2 separate regions of the Muntiacus reevesi genome follow, and region 1 is linked to region 2. A link is a contact called in public Hi-C data. All regions are on one chromosome and are shown on one strand. Each heading gives the region's core, a stretch centred on a gene start, on an enhancer-like site or on the middle of the called end of the contact. The rest is flanking DNA. Distances are from core to core; before and after follow the strand shown. Region 1 holds the start of CEP20 (centrosomal protein 20). Region 2 holds the start of NDE1 (nudE neurodevelopment protein 1).

The links. Hi-C and Micro-C count contacts between places; a contact is called where the count stands out from the background.
Region 1: a contact with region 2 is called in a Hi-C map of muscle, with 5 times the contacts expected there. The contact joins the promoter of CEP20 here to the promoter of NDE1 in region 2. A contact is called at or near these places in 2 of 3 Hi-C or Micro-C datasets (blood and muscle).

The regions. Positions count from the first base shown.
Region 1 is chr2:193,132,219-193,137,905 of mMunRee1.1, forward strand. It overlaps CEP20 (centrosomal protein 20), which reads right to left and starts at 2,676. Exons shown (of 4, transcript XM_065924402.1): 1 at 2,589-2,676. The coding sequence starts at 2,616.
Region 2 is chr2:192,944,823-192,950,529 of mMunRee1.1, forward strand. NDE1 (nudE neurodevelopment protein 1) reads left to right here and starts at 3,012. Exons shown (of 9, transcript XM_065924393.1): 1 at 3,012-3,128. It overlaps MARF1 (meiosis regulator and mRNA stability factor 1), which reads right to left and starts at 1,726. Exons shown (of 27, transcript XM_065924389.1): 1 at 1,644-1,726.

The DNA.
Region 1 (5,687 bases), core at 1,426-3,925, 190 kb after region 2:
ACAATAAGGACAATTCATAAAGGGAGCCCAGGGACTGTATTCATGTAGGCATGGACATGAAACTTTTTTTAAGCTTTGATAAACAATAAAAATCTGGGTCATATGATTAAAGGGATAAATCTAGACTAGACTTTAACCTTCCTTGCTCTTTACATTTAGATCAGCTCCTCAACCTTTCTTTGCAGGGAGGTTAAAAGTAGTTATCACCCAATCAGACTGTGTAACAGGCCCATGAAGGGAAGGGAAGGTACAGTTTTATTCTGTTGGAATCATTACTAAACCCCTGTTCTCTAATTCCATCTTTGGAAATTAAACAGAGATTCCCCCCTATACATATCCAATTACTCTGTATATGCATACAGCATAGCCTCAAATTCAGCAGAGAAATGAGAATTAAGAAGCTGGACTTCCCTGGTGGTCCAGTGGTTAAGAGTCTGCCTGCCACCACAGGAAACACAGGTTTGACCCCTGGGGCAGGAATATTCCACATGCCACGTGGCAACTAAGCCCATGTGCCACAACTACTGAGTCTGCTCTAGATTCCATGCTCTGCAACTAGAGAAGCCTCAGAAAGGAGAAGCCAGCCCACCACAACTAGACACACTCACTGCAACTTGAGAAAGCCCGCACACAGCAGTGAAGACCCAGAGCAGCCAAAAACAAAAATAACCAGGAAAAGAATTTGGAGTTAGGAACCTTGCATGTCATCACTACCTCAGAGCTAGATCACTAACTCTTGCCTCACTTGCCTTCTCCAATATGAGCTCTATGTCTCAGAGGCAGAACCAAGTAAGGCAGGAAAATGTGAAGTGAAAGCGCTTTAAAAAGGTGAAAGCCCAAGTAATATAAATGATTGGCAAACATTTTCATTAGATTTCTCTTGAACACTAGGCACATTCAGAGCTGAGGAATGCAGAAAACACCTAAAGGGCTCCCTATATCTGTGTAATACATCCCTAATCTCCATGCCATTCTGACCTTCACTCTACTATCACGGTTATTAAAACACTGCACCATGACAATTTCTTCAGATAGAGCTTCTTAATCTGGTTTATATCCTCGGAGTGAAAGTGGTGAAAGTGAAAGTCGCTCAGTCATGTGGGGCTCTTTGCTACCCCATGGACTAAACAATCTTTTACCAAAATTGTAAAATAATAAACAATAGGAAACACAGTGTGCTGTGTGCTAAGTCACTTCAGTCATATTGGACTCTCTGCACCTCTGTGAACCATAGCCTACAGGCTCCTTTCTCCATGGCATTTTCCAGGCAAGAACACTGGAGTGGGTTGCCATGCCCTCCTCCAGGGGATCTTCCTGACCCAAGGATCAAACCTGAATCTCTTTCCTGAATTGGCAGCAGGTTCTTTACTAGTTGTAAATCCTCAGAAGTAGCATGCAACATTACAGGTGATGTGTGTTTCCTGGGGAGAGGGTACACCAACTCATGTCGAGTGTGTGCTTGTGGATAGAGGTGTGCCTCTTTTTTTTGGCCCCACTGTGTGATCTTAGTTCCCTGACCAGGGAGAGAACCTGTGCCGGCTGCACAGTGTGTGTATGGCGGGGGGTAGGGGGGTGGTGTCACTGCACCAGGGAAATCCTAAAGGTATGCCTTTTTAATGACTGTTCAACAGCCTGAGGCCACAAATATACATTTATATCAATAGTAACTGAATCGTACTCTCAAATCATTTTCTCCAACAAATCTCTAGGAATCATTGATTTAGAGCCTAAATTTCCCGAAAACTGGAACTGGTCTTACTAGCAGATACTGAGTATCACTCAGTAACGAAAACCTGCAGACCCTGTGCAGCATCTCCCAAGTTCTTACTCTCTGCCTTTTTCTAGCTAAATTACTTAGGGTGAGCTGTTTCACCTCTCAGCGCCTCAATTTTCTAATCTCTGAAATAGGCATAAAGTTGTTATACGAAATCAATTAGGTAACACAGGGGTTGGGTAGTGCCTGACTAATAACCATAATTACTATTACTTGTCTGGACATCTGCGTCAAAACTAACGGTATACAAATGTTCTCAGCTTAAAAGACTCGACTCTTTGTGGAAATTTTCTTAAAAACACAGGAGAATATGGTCAGGCCAGACACCTTTCTACCTACAGTTTTTCCCCATGGAAAATGGTGACCCACCTCGCGGCTGGTTGTACGGATTCAGGGAGATAGCCAAGGAAACGGTTTACGTTGGGGCCGAACACCAACAGTGGTTGTTTCGGTATAGCAATCAGCAGTCCGGAGGAAAAGGCCAGGTCCAAGGCCTCGCCCCCGGCAGGATCCAGAAAGATGAGCCTGAGCCGCAAGGTGCAGCACTTCAGACCTCTCAGGTACCCGCGGATCCCGGGGCTCCTCCTCCAGTTTAAAGTCGGTTTAAAAACAGACCCCATGCAACCACATCCCTACCCCCTAGAGCCCCGAGGTGCAGCCGCCACACCCGCCGGATGCTCCGCAGGCCCTGACGCCGCAGAACGACCCTGGAACAGGCTGACTTTAGTGTTCCGCGGGTCCTCCTTTCGCCTCATCCTTTTCACAGACTGAAGGCCGACACATTTCACCAGGTAGACCTCCCAGTCGCACTCACCGGCCTTCAACTCGGCGACAGTCGCCATTTTTCAACGGCCGCCGGGGGCGCGCCCCGCCTGTGCGCACGCGCACTTCCGTCCCCGCCGTGGTCTATAGCCAATAGGGGCGCCGCTCTAGCCGTGCCTAGTTCCGCCTCTCTCCATTTATGCTCTCCGAGGTTGGATCGGCGGTGAAGATCCAGAGAGACCCCACCAATCAGCGAGGCGGGAGCTCTAGGCGGGCGCTGAGGGAGTAGGAAGGGGAAGTTGGAGTTGAGGCCGGTAGGAACCGTTACTATGTCGCTGCACCTTAGGGCTTAATAGGCTACTAAACCCTTCGTATCTGCCCTCTGCTCGTCTCTGCAGCCTCAAGCACTAGTTGTTAATAGTTACCATGTATTAAACTTTAGCATGCGTGGGAATCACCTAGAAATTTTCTTAAAATGGATTGCTGGACCCCATCCCTGAAGTTTCTGATTGGATAAATCTGGAGTGAGATCCGAGAACTGCATTTCTGACAGGCTCCTAGATGATACTGATGCTGCCCGTCTTGGGGATCATACCTTGAGAACCACTATATTAAGGACTTACAATGCTCCTGACACTCTTTGAAGCTTTTTGTGCGTTAACATTGATATCTCTTATGATTACTCCACTTCACAAAGGAGTGAAGTGAGTCGGCCAGTCGTGTCAGACTCTCTGTTACCCCATTGACTATACAGTCCATGTAATTCTTCAGGCCAGAATACTAGAGTGGATAGCCTCTGCCTTCTCCAGGGGATCTTCCCAACCCAGGGATCGAACCCAGCTCTCCTGCATTGCAGGCAGATTCTTTACCATCTGAGCCACCAGGGAAGCCCAAGAATACTGGAGTGGGTAGCCTATCCCTTCACCAGCAGATCTTCCCGACCCAGGAATCAAACCAGGGTCTCCTGCATTGCAGGCAGATTCTTTACCTACTGAGCTGTCAGGAAACTGTTTAAAGACTGAAGAGGCATAACTAAGATCACCAGCAAATGGTGGAGAGGCCTCTTGCTCTTCAACGTCTGTTCTCCCCACTGGCGCTTAATACTGGACAGTGCACATAAGGTTTCCAAGAACTAGTTGTGAAGATGATTGATGACAAATAAGCTCTAGCATTCCAAGGAAATGAAAGAGAGAGAGAGAGAGAGGGAGAGGGAGGAAGGAAGAGAAAGAGAGAGGAAGGAAGAGAGAGAGAGAGAGGAAGGAAGAGAGAAGGAGAGAGAGAAAGAAAGAGAGAAGGAGAGAGAGAGAGAAAGAAAGAGAAAGAGAGGAAGAAAGAGAGAAGAGAGAGAAAGGAAGAGAAAGAGAAAGAGAAAGGAAGAGGAAGAGAGAGAGAGGAGAGAGAGAAAAAGAAAGAGAGAGAGAAAGATAGGAAGAAAGAGAAAAAGAGAGAGAGGAAGAGAAAGCGAGAGAGAAAGAGAAAAAGCGAGAGAGAAAGAAAGAGAGGAAGGACGAGAAAGAGAGAGAGGAAGGAAGAGAAAAAGAGAAAGGAAGAGAAAGAGAGAGAGAGAAAGGAAGAGAGGAAGGACAAGAAAGAGAGAGAGAGAGGAAGGAAGGAAGATGGAAATAATGTACCCAAAACTGAGTGTGAGGTTCTATGATTCCAGTTATATATCCGGGAAGATCAACATTTATGACCCAGAAGAGTGCCCCTTAATCACTAGTCTTAACCCAACAATTGATTTTGAAATCTATTAGTATAACCTAATGAACATATTTTCAATGAAATGGAATGGGATGAATAGAAGACAGACGTATTGTTTTCGAAACTTTTGTTTCAGGTCTATTTTGTGTTCTGGTTCCTGCTGTTGTTTCTTGAAGTGGGTGGCAGTCAGGAAAAGCTTGACAGTTATTGTAACCTAGAGGAATCCTGTTCCATACTGAATTCATTTTTACTTCGTGGGACATGGATCTGTTCTGTAACCTTAGGAAGGTCCTATTGGGTCACACTTCCCTGTTCTGTAACACCCACAGTGCCTGAAATCCTAGTGAGCACCTGAAGAGATTTATAAAGATTAACCAACTCCATAGGTAGAATGTTTGAGCTCTTCAGAGAAACATATTTGTGAATATACTGATGAAGAACTCAAGAGAGAGAGGCAAATGATAGTGATTAATAGTAGTAATCATATAATAACTGTTAACATGCATTGCCACTCTGTGGCAGGCACTTCTTTAAGAGCTTTAAGTTCTCACCAACAGCCCTATGAGAGAGATACCCATAGAGCAATTATTGAAAGTAAAATTTCATTTAAAACTGTGAGGATATTGGGTAATACACTGTGTTGGTGAGGATGTGGGGAAACAAGTATTGCCATACCTAGCTTGCAGGCAAGTAAACTGGCCCCACCTTCTCAGAAGTCTTTTTCGCAATACATAATCAACCTTTCACATCCTTTGACCCTTCAATTCTAAGAGTCTATCTTACAGTTATACCTAATTGACTTTTAAAAAATTGCAAGAAATAACAATATCATCAGAAAGGGGAATCGGTTCAGTTCAGTTGCTCAGTCGTGTCTGACTCTTTGCAACCCCATGGACTCCAGGGAGCATGCCAGACCATGCTGTCCATCAACAACTCCCGGAGTTTACCCAAACTCATGTCCACTGAGTCAGTGATGCCATCTAACCATCTCATCCATCCTCTGTCATCCCCTTCTCCTCCCACCTTCAATCTTTCCCAGCATTGGGAGTTTTTTTTCCAATGAGTCAGTTCTTTGCATCAGGTGACCAATGTATTGGAGTTTCAGATTCAGCATCAGTCCTTCCAATGAACATTCAGTACTGATTTCCTTCAGGATGGACTGGCTGGAGTTCCTTGCAGTCCAAGGGACTCTCAAGAGTCTTCTCCAGCACCACAGTTTAAAAGCATCAATTCTTCGGTGCTCAGCTTTCTTTATAGTCCAACTCTTGCATCCATACATGACTACTGGAAAAACCATAGCTTTGACTAGACGGATCTTTGTTGACAAAGTAATGTCTCTGCTTTTTAATATGCTCTCTAACTTGGTCATAACTTTCCTTCCAAAGGAGTAAGCATCTTTTAATTTCATGGCTGCAGTCACCATCTGCAGTGATTTTGGAGCCCAGAAAAA
Region 2 (5,707 bases), core at 1,762-4,261:
GGAGAAATCGGCCACCTTTTTAATGAGGAAAAAGAGGCTTGTTTCCCTGGTGGCTCAGCGGTAAAGAATCTGCATGCCAATGCAGGAGACACTGGTTCGATACCTGGGTCAGGAAGATCCCCTAAAGAAGCAAACGGCAACCCACTGCCGTGTTATTGCCTGGGAAATACCATGGAGAGAGAAGCCTGGCTACAGTCCATGGGGTCACAAAAGAGTCAGACACAACTTACTGTCTGAACAACAGAGAGAGGTTTAATGAAGTTTTGGAATTTGCCCAAGATCACACAATTATTAATAGAAAAGGGACAGAACCAGGCTTATCCACTTCTTCCCACACAACCAAGGTACCTTTGGTATCGTCCAGTACAAGCAAAAGAAAGTAAAATATATTAGTACAAATGTGCACCCAGAAATTTTCCTAAATGCTCCTGGGAATGATAAGTAATTTAGTCACAGCGACTTGGTGGTCAAAGCAACTTCTGTTTCGTCATTTGAGTGAGAGTCTCACTCCTGCCACTATCTCTTAGTCTTCAAGCAATTCATATAGTGCTTGAGAGCAGACTCTGACGTCAGACTGTCCTCATATTAATCCCCAATTCTGTTGCTTCCCATCTGTGCAGATCTGGACAACGCACAAGTTCTCTGAATCTCAGATCCCAGGTGTAAAATAGGCCTAATAACAGCAGCATCTTCATAGGATTAAATGACACCAATGAAGCAGAAAACTTAGCAATGGCCTTCTCTTCACACCTGATCTAGTCCTCAACACCCAGTACTACCCCATCCCATGCCTGAGTTTTTCTGTTGCTTTTCACAGCTCGTCTTTCTAAAATTATCTCATTTGCTTGCTTTTATTATGTCTCCCTCACTTACATATAAACTCCAGGATAGTATTTACTTATGGATCATGAGTTGTTCTTGTTTTTTATTCATTATTGTATTTCCTGCACCTAGGGCACTGTCTGGCACACATCAGTAATTCTTAAATGAAGAGTTTAATAAAGGTCTAGGACGATACTTTAGGTCTCAACTTCCTTGTATGCAAAACAGAATATTTATACTCAGATGTTGGAAAGTGCAAAAGATGTAACTGGAAAGCTCTAAGTAGTATCAGAAAGGTGCCACGGAAACTAAAAAGTCTGTCACAGTGCCACAATACAATCTGTGGAACTGATTCAACCCTAAGACAACTCAGTGCTCTAGGTCAAGCCAAAGGCTGCACTCTAGGGAGTGTTGATAAACCGAGGGGGGTGCAAAACGTTAGAGGTGGATGCAAAAACACTACCCCTTCTCTTCCTCTCTTAAACTTCCAACAGTGCACACTCCTCTAGAAAGGTGGCTCTCCACACCTGAAGGGCCCTCAAGAGAGAAATGAGACAAGTGTAGTCAGGGAGCCAAACACCCCCAAAGGGTAGCAGCAACGCTGCAATGACAGCCGTGAACTGACCAGAAAGGGAGGCAACCCGAACCTCCGGCGGGGGCCGGACGGGTGGGTCCCATGGCTTCTCCTCAGTCTAGCCAACCTCCCCCACCCCCGCTGGCAATAAGCAGGAGAAGGAGGGGACACACTCCCCCGTTCCAGCCTGGTGCCCAGAGCATGAAGCGCGTCGGGGACAAGTTCCCAGCGTGGCCAGCAAACTCACCTCAGCCGCCGGCCCCACCTCCGCTCACATTCCGGCCCCGCCGCCTTCCCCCCGCCCCCCCAGGCCCTTTGTTTTGATTCCCGACTCCGCAGCTCCCGCCGCCGCCGCCAAGCGCACCCTCCACTTCCGCTTCCGCACCGCACCGCCCCTGTCGCAAAACCGACGCCCTTCTTTCCCCATGGCTCCGCCCCTTCCTCCGCCCCTCCCCCGCTGCCGCGTCCTCGCCGCGCGGGGCGTGCTGGGAACCCCGGGGGGGGCGGGGCCTCGCGGCCCTGCAGCCTCGTCAGGCTCAGTCCCCTCCCGATAAACCTCTAAATAGGGACCTTCCCGGGGGGCTACCTCGGCTTTTTTGGCGAAAACCCCCAGTTTATGGAGGCTTTGATCCTGGCTTATCGTTGTGGCGTGGAACGGAACCCCAAAGAAGAGAATTAGCGTGCTTGTGAGGCGGAACCCGGGGAAAAAACCTGCGAACCGGGATTTGATACCATTCAGCTCTTTCGGTCTTTTGAGGGAAGGCGATTTAAGAGGGATTTCGAAGAAAAACCCGATCGTTTGGCATTTTTTCTCTTACTCGCTCTTGTCACGTGATGGTCCTATTAAAAAAAAGAAAAACTAAACTAAATGACGCCTGTTTGTTATAGCGTCCTTCATCTAGTGCAACCTAGTGGTGAGCGGAAAAAAATAAAAATAACTGCCAGCTGGGCTTCCCGCGAGGTCCTTCGGGCCGGCAGGGCTCCTCGGGAAGTTGTGATCCGGCTGGCAAAAATAAAGCCTGTACGAAGACTAGGCTGGATTGTGTCACCAACAACTAAGAGGTCCTCGTGACTTAAGTAAAAAAAAAAAAAAGATTCTTTTAAAGTTCTGGTCCAAAGCTCGTTACAAATGAATACTTTTATAACTGCAAAAGCCTTGTGAAGCCAGGAACAGTCTATGTTTTAGTGGCTAGATTTGCCGTGTTTGGGGGGGTTTTTTGGGGGGGGGGCGGCGGTGTTTTGGGTTTTTTGGCTGCACATTCTTTACTTTTATTTGAAATTATAAAAAAATTTTTTTTCTTTTACGTAGGCAAAACATACATTTCTGAAACTGTCAGCTGTTCACTATTTCCTGTTGCAAATTAGGAGAAAAACAAAGCACATATTTAAATCTAGACATAGTTTAGGATGCAGTAGTCGACTGCAGCGTAAAAGTTTATGTCTGAAGTTTGCTAAGAAACAGGTTAACCTTGCAAAAGGATCAGTAGGTTAAAAATGGCCAAAAGAGAACTTTTTTCTCCCTGAAGTATGTAATGTGAGGCAACCTCATTAGGCAATCCACGTTAAATAGGGGAGATTTCAGGGGAAGCTAATACATCCTTGTAGACTTTTTTTTTTTTGTAGACAGGCATTGTGGAGGGCAAGATCAAACACGTGGCTGAAGAAACCTTTGTACTGGTAGTCCATTTTCCAGAGGGCCGATGACAAGTTCACACATCATCTGCCTGCTCAGGTATTTATTACTGCTGAGTAAATCTTCATTGTATCTGTGTGTGGGGAGCATTCTCCAAGTGGGAATTAGGACTGATGAAAAGCAACCCTGTTTCTAGCGTTTTTTTCAGAGTACCAAAAAATTCGCTTCTCAAAGAGGTATTTTTTTCCTTCCTTTCTATTCTTTCTAGTGAGTATCTCTGAATACAGATAGTATTAACTAAAAATATAAAAGGAAGCCAAATAATTGTGAAATTTTTAATTGCTTTAAAAAAAAGGTTTAGCCATAAAATAAAGAGCAGACACATGTCTGACATTGCCAGAGCTGTGCCTGGTGTTAACAGGTAAATAAAATTCAGTAAATAAAAACAAACCAATCATACTAAATGGAAGGCTAATGAAAAGTTTGAATTACAAATAGTTTTTAAAGACATAACTCTTTATTATTTCCTATAGAAAACTAGCCTAAACTACACTCACCCTTGGAAACACAATTATGCATTAACATGTAATTTGATGCTTGTGAAAGGGTTTGTTTTTTTTTTTTAACATTTTTCTTAAGATATGTTTTGCTCCAATACTTTGGCCACCTGATGCGAAGAACTGACTCATTGGAAAAAAAAAAAAGAAAAAAAAGAAAAAAAAAAAATGTTTTCTCAAGCACAGCCTCTGTGAATCTATTTCTTTGATGGGCAAACTCTTTGAATAGAAAGTAAGAGTACCTCTCAGTTACCTGCCCTGTCCATATTATAATCTTCATGTTTATGAAACCAAGATTAAGATTTACTTTTGTGCAATTTCAATGGCTGTTACATTCAATCCAGCTCCTAAATTAATCTAGCTGCCACAAAAGGCGTTTCTCCTCCAGCTACTTCTATGTTATGGTTAGTGTTTTGAAATGATAAATTATGATGGAAGGATTTAAGCAAGAGAAACCCAGCTTTCTGCTCAGTAATGTCTGAACGCTCCAAGGAAAACAAACTGAACAAAGAGAACAAAGTTTTTAAGTATATCAAAATTTCCCTTTCATTTTTTTCAAGGTTTTACCCAATAACAAACCCATTTACCTAAACATATTCCTGAGAGAAGTTTAATGATAATCACTTCAATGTCTTTTTCCTTTTATTTAATGGAAAAATGAAGAAAATTGAAAACCAAGTAGTTTAAATGATAATGTCATTTAGTCAGTACTGATAAGTTCATCAACGTGTGTTTCAGTTTATGTTAAATAGTTGGGGAGGGGGTGGGCGTGGTGGTGATTATTCTCTCCCAGAAACCTCACAGAATGGTGAGGTTCTGGAAAGGACAGAGCAAAAGTGACAAGAGGATGCAAATCATTTATTAGCATCTGGGGTCAGGATGGATGTTTCCTAAAACACATTTTGATACCTTTCTTAACGCTGTTGATGTAGGTGGTAGATCCCTTTTGTGTCTCTGAGCTGCTTTCAGGAACTAGCAAGGAGTCAAAGAAGAATTAGGGTTTTCCTGGTGTCTCAGAGGTAAAAGAATCTGCCTGCAATGCAGGAGACCCCAAGACACAGGATCCATCCCTGGGTCTGAAAGACCCCTTGGAGGAGGAAAAGGCAACCTATATATACTGGAGCTATATATATCTCCAGTATTCTTGCCTGGAGAATCCTATGGACAGAGGAGCTTGGTGGGCTACAGCCCATGGGGTCGCTAAAGAGGTGGAAATGACTGAGTGACTTAACAACAAAGAGGAATTCAAGGCCATTCTTAACCATGACAGGGATACAGGAGGGATTCCATGTCTAGTTGGAGGCCTCAAAGTAGCCAAGATCTCTCTGCCTCCAGTATCGTGACAAAGAACACTGGTTAGGAGTCAAACATACCCAGCCTTACAGCCTGATTTGTTATTGACTATTTGTTATTGTTGAGACCTTGGACAATGCATTTAAACTTCCTACACTTTTGCTTTCTCATCTTTAAAATGAAGACAATAAAAGTTCTTACCTGTGGTTCTCATCATCTGGGTCTCAGCTCCATTGTAACCTGGTATAGTGGCCTTCCCTGACATTCTATCTGAAGGGACCTCTCCCAGCCCCTTTCTATTACATGACCTTGCTTTAGTCACAGCACTAATTAGCATCTGAAATTAATTCACATTTTCTGTTTGCTGATTTAGTGTCCTTAATACTACAAGCCCTTTGAAAACAGGTGTCTTGTCTGACACTTATTGTGCTATAAGTGAGCGCTCAGTAAAAATTTATAAACCTACTTGGTGAACAAGTAGGACTGCTGCGAAACCCACATCAAGAAATTAGTATTATGCCTGACACAGACGGTGGTGGTTTAGTCACAAAGTGGTGTCTGTCGCTTGCCACCCCATGGACTGTAGCCCATCAGGCTTCTCTGCCCATTGGATTTCCCAGGCAAGAGTACTGGAGCAGGTTGCCATTTCCTTCTCCAAGGGATCTTCCCCAGCCAGGAATCGAACCTGGGTGTCCTGCATTGCAGACAGATTATTTACTCAGCTACCAGGGACCAGTAATAACAATCATGATCACTACCTACATTTTTTGTTGTTTGGTTCGTCAGTTGTGTCCAACTCTTTGCCACCCTGTGGACTGCAGAATGCCA